Regions from separate parts of the Mus musculus genome. Here region 1 is linked to region 2. A link is a contact called in public HiChIP or PLAC-seq data. All regions are on one chromosome and are shown on one strand. The core of a region is the stretch at or near the end of the contact, and the rest is flanking DNA. Distances in the headings are between cores, read along the strand shown.

The links. HiChIP or PLAC-seq counts read pairs in DNA pulled down with a chosen protein or histone mark.
Region 1: an H3K4me3 HiChIP or PLAC-seq map of embryonic stem cells shows a contact between it and region 2, with 12 read pairs. The contact joins the promoter of Hemk1 here to the promoter of Gnai2 in region 2. A contact is called at or near these places in 6 of 115 datasets of contacts at active chromatin or transcription factors (embryonic stem cells, neural tube, pro-B cells and 1 more).

Annotation. Positions count from the first base shown.
Region 1 is chr9:107,336,691-107,340,794 of GRCm38.p6, forward strand. Hemk1 (HemK methyltransferase family member 1) reads right to left here and starts at 1,660. Exons shown (of 11, transcript NM_133984.2): 1 at 1,591-1,660; 2 at 311-688. The coding sequence starts at 541. 6430571L13Rik (RIKEN cDNA 6430571L13 gene) reads left to right here and starts at 3,950. Exons shown (of 6, transcript NM_175486.3): 1 at 3,950-4,098.
Region 2 is chr9:107,632,850-107,636,926 of GRCm38.p6, forward strand. It overlaps Gnai2 (guanine nucleotide binding protein (G protein), alpha inhibiting 2), which reads right to left and starts at 2,494. Exons shown (of 9, transcript NM_008138.5): 1 at 2,251-2,494. The coding sequence starts at 2,368.

The DNA.
Region 1 (4,104 bases), core at 410-2,909, 300 kb before region 2:
GGCTCCCTTGGTCTAGGGACACACACCCAGGTTTGTGTGGACAATGTCTGTCAACTCAACACTAGCCACTTAATCATCCCGGAACACACAGTACCTGGAACACACTGCAGTAGTTTGTTGGATGAATGAATACATGTCTGCCTGAAACATTTGTTCAGCAAAATCCCACCCGACTCAATTAAGCAGCCCGATTGAGGCAAAAATTAAAACCAAACAAAATAAAAACAAATAAAACAACCCCCCTTTCACTATCTATTCCCCAGAGAGTTCCCTCCTCCCTCTCCCTGTCCTCCCTAACATTACACTTAACTGTTTTGGCTCCGAGGACATGAGCCACGATGTACTCACTGGATTCCCGGGCCTCTGGGATACCTCTTTCCTCAAAGACCCGTGTCCAGTGATTAACCATCCCTGTGGCACTCAACGGCCCAGTCAGGGATGAATAAGTCTTCCATGAGTTGAAGGCCCAGCCCTGGAGGACTCCCCTCCTTCCTCGGGGAACAGATAGAAGGGTCCAAAGTATTTGTCCCCAGAGCTTCATTCTTGGAGAAAGGCTTCCAAGTGCCTGAGTCTCTCTTGTGCTATCTGCACTGAGGTAGGGGCTCAGGGTGATCCCTGGGCTGGGCTGGGTGAAGAATCAGTCATGGGTTCCAGTTCTCTGTTTTGTTTCTCAGATGTTTCTGCTACCCTAAAGAAGGATGTGGAAAAAGACTCAAAATGTGCCAGGAAAGGGTGTGCTTTTTAGTCTGTCGCCTCCTGGACTATATTCATATCCCCAGCCAGCTATCTGACTCCTTCTTGTCTTGGCCAGTAACGTTTTGTTATTTTTAGCATAGGTAGGTTGAACTGGCAGGGCTCTGTCCTGTTAAGAGTCAAGGTGTAGGTTTGGGAGTAGGTTAGACCTATGTCAGACCCCAGTGTGAGTGAGTGCAGTTGAGCCGTTGTTTCTGACTTCCAGTTTGCTCCTAATGTGGGAGAAATAAATAACACTAGCTTTCTGGAGAGTGGTGCCTTGACCAACGACTATCAGGGGCCTGGAAGACCCTTGGGACTCACTAACAGATGGCAGGAGACTGCCGTGCTTGGGAGCTTGGCTTGTGACATTCCTTATTGTTTAGAAGCTGAAACGTTGCCTCTATTTTAACCCATAATGAACAATGTTACGCTTAAGTTAGCATAAACAAGTTATCTGAAAACATAAAATCTGTGGTCCCCTCTACTTCCAAACTAAGTAAGGTCCAAACTAAGATTTGCGAGAACCTGCTAACTGCCACATCCTCTCAGACAGGGCTCCAGAAGAGGAAAGCAACTTGCCCACGGTAACTCAGGTATAAAATACCCCGGGCAGAACACAAATCCGGTTCTGCTAGATTCCTGACGCAACTGGGTCCACCAGTACCCAGCTACGGAAGGAACCAAATCTCCAAGCCTCGACACAGCGTCCATCCCAGATCCGCAAACACATTATCAACGATATAAGCGCGCCCTCTCTCCACCCCTGAAAGCGAGGGAGAGGGCCATCCCTGTCTCAAAATCAACGTTGCGGCCATGCATTTCCCATCCGGATCTCCTGCTCTGGTGCATACCTACCAGAGGGCATGCACGCTCGCCCGGCCCACACACAAGTACCAGAAAATTGACCCAGGGTTAGCGCCCCCCCACCCCACCCCGGATGTGCGTAACCTGTAGTGCACTCCCTCGGCGCCTTGCTTCCGCCTCGGTGCTGTTGAGAAAGGGCTCCGGTGAACCGCGTCTCCTTGGTCTAGGGTTCCTAAAGTGGCCGGATTTTCCTTTGAAGACTGTGGGATGCTGAGGAGGCTCAACTGGCCAGCATCTGCAGCCCCCCTAAGGGGAAGTACAGGAATGTGAGAGATGCTCTGCTGGGTCCCAGACCCACTAGTCTTCCTTAAGGTCTCAACAGAGATATGGCTCCAGCCTGCGGTGATTGCTTGAAGCAAACGTTTACATATCCAGCTGGGGCGGAGTGTGGGCAAAAAACAAACCGCGAGGGTGTCACCCACGTGTGCTGGGCTTGAGAGCCAGATTTTGGGGGGCGGGAGGTGGGTGCGTTGTTCTAACTGCTTGTAAGATAGGTCTAGCAGCGTGTGACTGGGTTTCAGTGTTTGGGGGCAGTCTCTGTTTTCGGAAAGGGACCCAGTTTCTAAGGACCCTCCTGACCTCACACGCACATAGAATTTGGAGCAGATAGCAAAACAGCGAATACTGGAAAACTGGATTTACATCCTGATTCTGTTGGCAGCTCGTTGTTTAACTTTGTTTAAATGCCCAGACCTTCTAGGCTTTAGTTGTATCTTTTGTAATATTCATAGCAAGACCTGGTTGTGCAGGCACGTAATCACAGCTTCTGGAGAAGCTGACGCAGGAGGACCATACATTCAAAGCCATCCTGAGTAATTTAGTAAAAATCTGTCTCAAAATTTAAAAGGTGGGACGGGACCTTGAAGAGATGGCTCAGCGGTTAGGAACACATACTGCTCTTGCAGAGAACTGGGTTTCAATTCCAAGCACCCATGTACACATACCCATCCAAACATACATACTTATAATTTTAAGAAATAACATAAAATATTCAAAAATAAATAGTTCACGGGGTAGCTCAATTGATGTGCTCACCTAACAGTCACACAACTCTGGGTTTGATGCCCACAAATGGGGTTTGGTAATACTTATAAATCCTAGTTTTCAGCAGGTGGAGGCAGGGAAACCAGAAACTCATCTTTTAAGGCCAGACTGGGCTACATGAAATCCTGCTTCAAAAAAGTAAAAAATAAAATACTTGAGTAAAAAGGGAGAGGGGCTGGGAGTTGGGTGTACTGGTGCACACCTATAAGTCCCAGTACAAGGGGGTCTGGAGAAATGCCTCAGTGGTTAAGAGCACTGGCTGCTTTTCCAAAGGACCCAGGTTCAATTTTGAGCACCTACAAGGAGGCTAACAGCAGTCTGTAACTCCAGTACCAGAGGATCCAATGCCCTCTTCTGGCTTCCTTGAACACCAGACACATATGTAGTGTACAGATACGTGTGCAGACAAAACATCCTCACACATGAAACTAATTAATTAAAAATTAAAACCCAAGCACCCAGGAGGTGGAGGATTGCCTTGGTTCAAGACTAACCTGGGCAACATAATAAGTATCGGGCCATCCTGGGTTACACACAGTCTGTTTAGGGGATGGGGTGAGGGTAGTTTTAAATGGTTGGGGATACAGCTCTTGGGTATAGGAAATCGGTACTTCTGTCCTGAGATGAATTTTGCTGTGGATGAAAACTATTATGAGAGGAATAGGTGGGCTATCACACAGATAATTCCATCTCAACATCTCTGGACTGAAGTCTCCAGGAGTCACTTACCAAAAACCGCCCTTGTTCCAAAACACCAGAGTTCCTATATAGGCAGGAAACTGAGACAAAAGAAGAGAAGCAGTTTGCTGTTCAAGGTCATAAATTCAATAGAAGATCAAACTGAATTCATTTTAGGTTTCAAATATTCCAGGTCTGGTGGTGCTCTCACCAAATCTCTGTACCTATGATTTTTGCGGCTTACAAGTCTGCCCCAGTGCGGGTGGAGGTGTCCAGGAGTCAGAATTCTGACCCAGAAAGGACCTGGCTACCTACGGTCCTCTGCCTAACTTCCGGCAGGCCATCAGGGTCAGAGGTATTCTCAGAGAGAATCTCTTTTAGCTGTCCGGTTTCAGGTCCAAGCTCCCGCTGGGAGCAGAGCTATATCTGAGCGACAGGCGAGTGAGCCAATGCTGATCGAGCTTTAGGCGAAGCAGCCAATCAGGGTCCGGAGGCGCTGGGGGGGGCAGGAGGCAAGGCACTCCGGCTCCTGGGGATCCCCCGAGGCTGCTCATCCCAGCCCCACCCCCTCCGTGGTCCGGACCCAGCCCACCCCAGCTCAGGTTGTCAGCCAGCGCAGGCTAATACTAGCTGATCCTGCGCGCACGCAAGGCGGACCTTGAGTCGGGACCTGTCGCCCCCAACGCCCGGGCCTGGGTGTTCCCCCGCCCACGCCTCCTGCGGGTCACTACCAACCTTAGCTTCTCAGACTGAGCTCGGCGCACCGGAGAGGATTAAGTAAGT
Region 2 (4,077 bases), core at 1,244-3,743:
AGCAGTGACAGACTGGTCATGAAGACTGGGTTGTCCATTTCAGACAGAGCTCTGAGCCCTTGGCTGCACACCCTTTGCAGGGTCTTAGTCTCACCGCGGGTACTCCGCTGACACAAGGCAGGAATTCCATTTTAGAGGAAGAAAAGGCCAGAGGGACAGGATCCTGGGATGGACTGTTGTGTGAGAAAGTGCTAAGCCAGACCCTATATCACTGGCTACTGCCAGCCTAGGGTAGGAAAGGATACCAGGTATCGCCTAGCCGGGCCCAAAAGCTGAGCTGAGCTCTAAGGGACAAGCCTGTCTGCATAGAGGAAACCGTGTGTTACAGAACAGGCCAGGCGTCCTGTGCAGCCCCCTTCCCCCTGCTCTCTGGTCCAGATCCACATCTCCTTGGCCACCACAATAACTGCCAATAAACCTGGGAGGGGTTGGTAAGGGGCTCCGGGCTGGGCACTGGGAGGTAGCGGTCCCGGAAGTGCCCTCCCTAGGCCCAGCAGCAACGGACATTCCGCCGCTGCCGCTGCCGCCGCCGCGTCGACACCCACTCACTGCTCGCCGCACTCGCAGCAGAGACAGGAAGAGGCAAGCGCCCAACGCAAAGCAGCCCAGGAGGCTGGGCCGCCGCCCCTTCCCGCCCCTTCTCTTCCTCCCCGCGGCAGCAGTGGAGCGGATGCCATTTTGAAACCTCCGGGGCTGTGCCCCCAGGCCGGGTCCGCCGGGACAGTCAACAGATGGATCCATAAAGACGTACATGTTTCTCGGCCACAGGCCTGGCCAAAAAATAAAAAATAAAAAAAGCCAGGCTTTTCACAGCATGCAGGCCCCCAAGGCGGCCCTGGGGCTGAGGGGCCACACCCCCCCACATACTATCCAGCCGATTACGCTGCTGCGCGGCTTCTGCTGCTGCTAGGGCCTTGCTCCCCACAATCCAGAGGAACTGGTCTTCTCAAGTCAGGCTTCCACAGGGAGCCACTCTGACGACCGGTGTGGGTCTGGACACAAGCATCAGGCCCACTGCCTCTGCCAAAGCCTAGCTGGGATGCTTGAGCGCACACGGGGCTACAGGCAGCAGACTCCTTACCAGCCCCTCATTCAGCTTGCCCACCACCCCCACATCACAGTATTCCTCTGGGGAACCAACAGGTCTACTCAGTATCCTAGGCCATATCCCTGGCGTTCCAGCCCCGAGTGTGAGAAGCCCAGCAGCCGTCAGCAGATCTCTCCAGGCCGGCACACAGGGGCAGCAATATGTCGGTTGGTTCACTACTTCCACTTCCCCCCCATCCCAGCAGCCACCATCTTCCTTGGCCTTGGAAGTGACAACAACCCTAACTCCTCCATGTTCCCTCCTATTGCCCAGACTCCCCTGGCCCTGGCCCAGACAAGCCTTGGATCCCAGGGAATGGAACTTCCCGCAAATGCTAGAGGCCTGGCCCCTGTTTCCCAGTGTGACTCTCAGAGTCAGACCAACCTCTTGCAAAGGGTCTGCCCAGCTCAGCCTAGGCCCACCCCAGCCCCTGGTGCCCCTCCTCCTATCAACAAGGCCCACCTGGGGCAGGAGGGCGCAGAAGCAAGGGAACGGCAGAGTGTGAGAAAAGCCTTAAAAGAGGGGCAGATGATTTGGGGGTTGATACCTGCAGAGAGAGGGAGGGAGAGAGACAGAGAGAGAGAGAGAGACACACACACACAGAGAGAAAGAGAGATCTGGTGACCTGGAACAGAGGCCCTGCGGGGAATCCTGCTACAGAGAACTTGAGAGTAGTCAGTTTCCCTCTTAAAGAGGTTCTTGAAGGGTCAGAGTGCAAAGAGGGAGAATACAGATCCCAGAGTAAGGAAAAGAGGGAGTGGGTCGAGGCTTGACCAGGGTCCCAAGGAATGCTCGTGCCAAGAGAAATAGAACAGGTGGGGCTTGAAGGTGGGAGCCGGCAGGGTGCTGAGGGTTTAAGAAAAGCCTGAGAAAGTGCGGAAATACACGGCAGGGTCTGAGTTCTCTTGAGACTGGATAACAAGGGGGGGGGGAGATAGTCATACAAGGTTTGGTGTGTGGGATCTGGGATGAGTTGAGGGTCTGAATGAAGTCTGGACTAGGATTATAAATCTAGACCAATCCAGAGTTTCGGATCTTAAAAGGGTGGCTCCTACTGGTTTCAAGCGCAGGTGTAGGGTGCAAGGCCAGGCTGAGCAGTTTCAGGTCCTTGTCTGGGGATTAGCGTAGAGAGTCAAGGGTCCCAGAACGGGGCGCTGCCTCACCTAACAGAAGCAACTTCACCTCCCGCGCCGCCTTCTCGCCGTCCTCCCGCAGGTTCTTGTCGATCATTTTAGAGCGCTCGGCTGCCGCCTTGTCCTCGGCGCTCACGGTGCAGCCCATCCTGCCGTCCGCCGGCCCGGCCTGGCCCCCACACGGCCCACGGCCCGGCTCGGCCCCGCCCGACCCACTCCGCTCCCACCGCCGGCCCTCTGCGGGAAGCTCTCAGGTCCGCAGTTCCGAGCGACTGCGGGAGGCGCCTTCCCGGCCGCCGCGCACCGACGGCGGGGCGGGCCAGGGGTGGGGCCCGGGCGAACCAAGCCCGCGACTGGGCCGGGGCGGGTCTGGAGGAGGGGCCGAAGGAAATTTAGGGATGGTGATTGGTTGGAGGGCGGAGCCAAGGGAGAAGTTAGGCTCAGTCCAGCCTTAGGCGCAAGCTGAGAGCGGGGCCGCAACGAGGGAAGACACCAAGGGTAGAGCTAACACAGGCTTAGGCCTCTGGGCGGGCTGCAGGAGGAGCTAGTCTCCGATTGGATGCTGAGAGCCTGAGGCTCTGTTTCTGGACTGTAGGACTAGTTGATCTAGTAGCCCAAGGGTCAGGACTACCTGCCCTCGCCACAGGCCAAATAGAAACCAGGACTCTGAGCATTTGTGAATTATGAGAGTAAGATGGAGGAGGTGTGTCTTCTTCACTTGCTAAAACTGAGCCTATAAACTTATTTGGAGATCTACTAAACTCTGCGGAGGGTCACATGATCTCTTTCTGGACCTCGATTTTCTTTAAAGCAGCGCCCCCTCCTCTTCTGTGTAGGTTGCACCACATTAAAAACAAAAAGAGTTCACTGCCGCCTTTACACCTTTGAGTGGACTATCTTCTGTCATCTAAACGTCGTCCTTTTGCCTGATAGGTTGGGAACCTTTCTCCTGCAGGCAGCAATCCGGGGCTTCAACCAGAGACCAATGAGACTGGACTCTAGGAGAGATAGACAAGAGAGAGTTGTCATTGGACTTAAGGAAACAAACGTTGCCATGATCCTATAATCTGTTCCTTCCATCCTCTGTCAGCTTCTAGAGGCTTCTTCAGTTCCATGTCTCTTCTGGGTAGTGGCTGTGATCCTGTGGCTGTGCAAAGGTGGAAGTGGAGCTATTTCCAATCTTTGTGATCTGCTTTTTAAGAGGGGCCTATGACCCACCAACTTTGATTGGACGATTGAAGTGTGCAAGGTGTTCTGAGTGGCCCCAGACTAAAGCCAGAGAAGGACACTGCCATTAAGAGTTGGTCACAGGGCTGGAGAGATGACTCAGCGGTTAAGAGTGCCGACTGCTCTTCTGGAGATCCTGAGTTCAAATCCCAGTACCCACATGGTGGCTCACAACCATCCTTAATGAGATCTGACACCTTCTTCTGGTGTGTCTGAAGACAGCTACAGTGTACTTACATGTAATAATAAATAAATGGGGGGCGGGAGGGATGGCTCAGCGGTTAAGAGCATTGACTGCTCTTCCGCAGGTCCCGAGTTCAAATCCCAGCAACCACATGGTGGCTCACAACCATCTATAATGAGATCTGAGACCCTCTTCTGGGGTGTCTGAAGACAGCTACAGTGTACTTACATATAATAATAAATAAATGTTTAAAAAAAAAAGAGTTGGACACAGCCTCCTGTGAGAACAGCACTACCTGGACAAAGCGCGTGTTCCAGCTTCTACCCTCCAACTTGCTGGCTTGCTCTGGAGTGTCCGTGTGTCTCAATCATCAGAATGTCTTCCCTGTGGAGGTGTCATTAGCCTGTAATCATCCAGTGGTTCCCTCGGGGAACCTACCTGAAGCC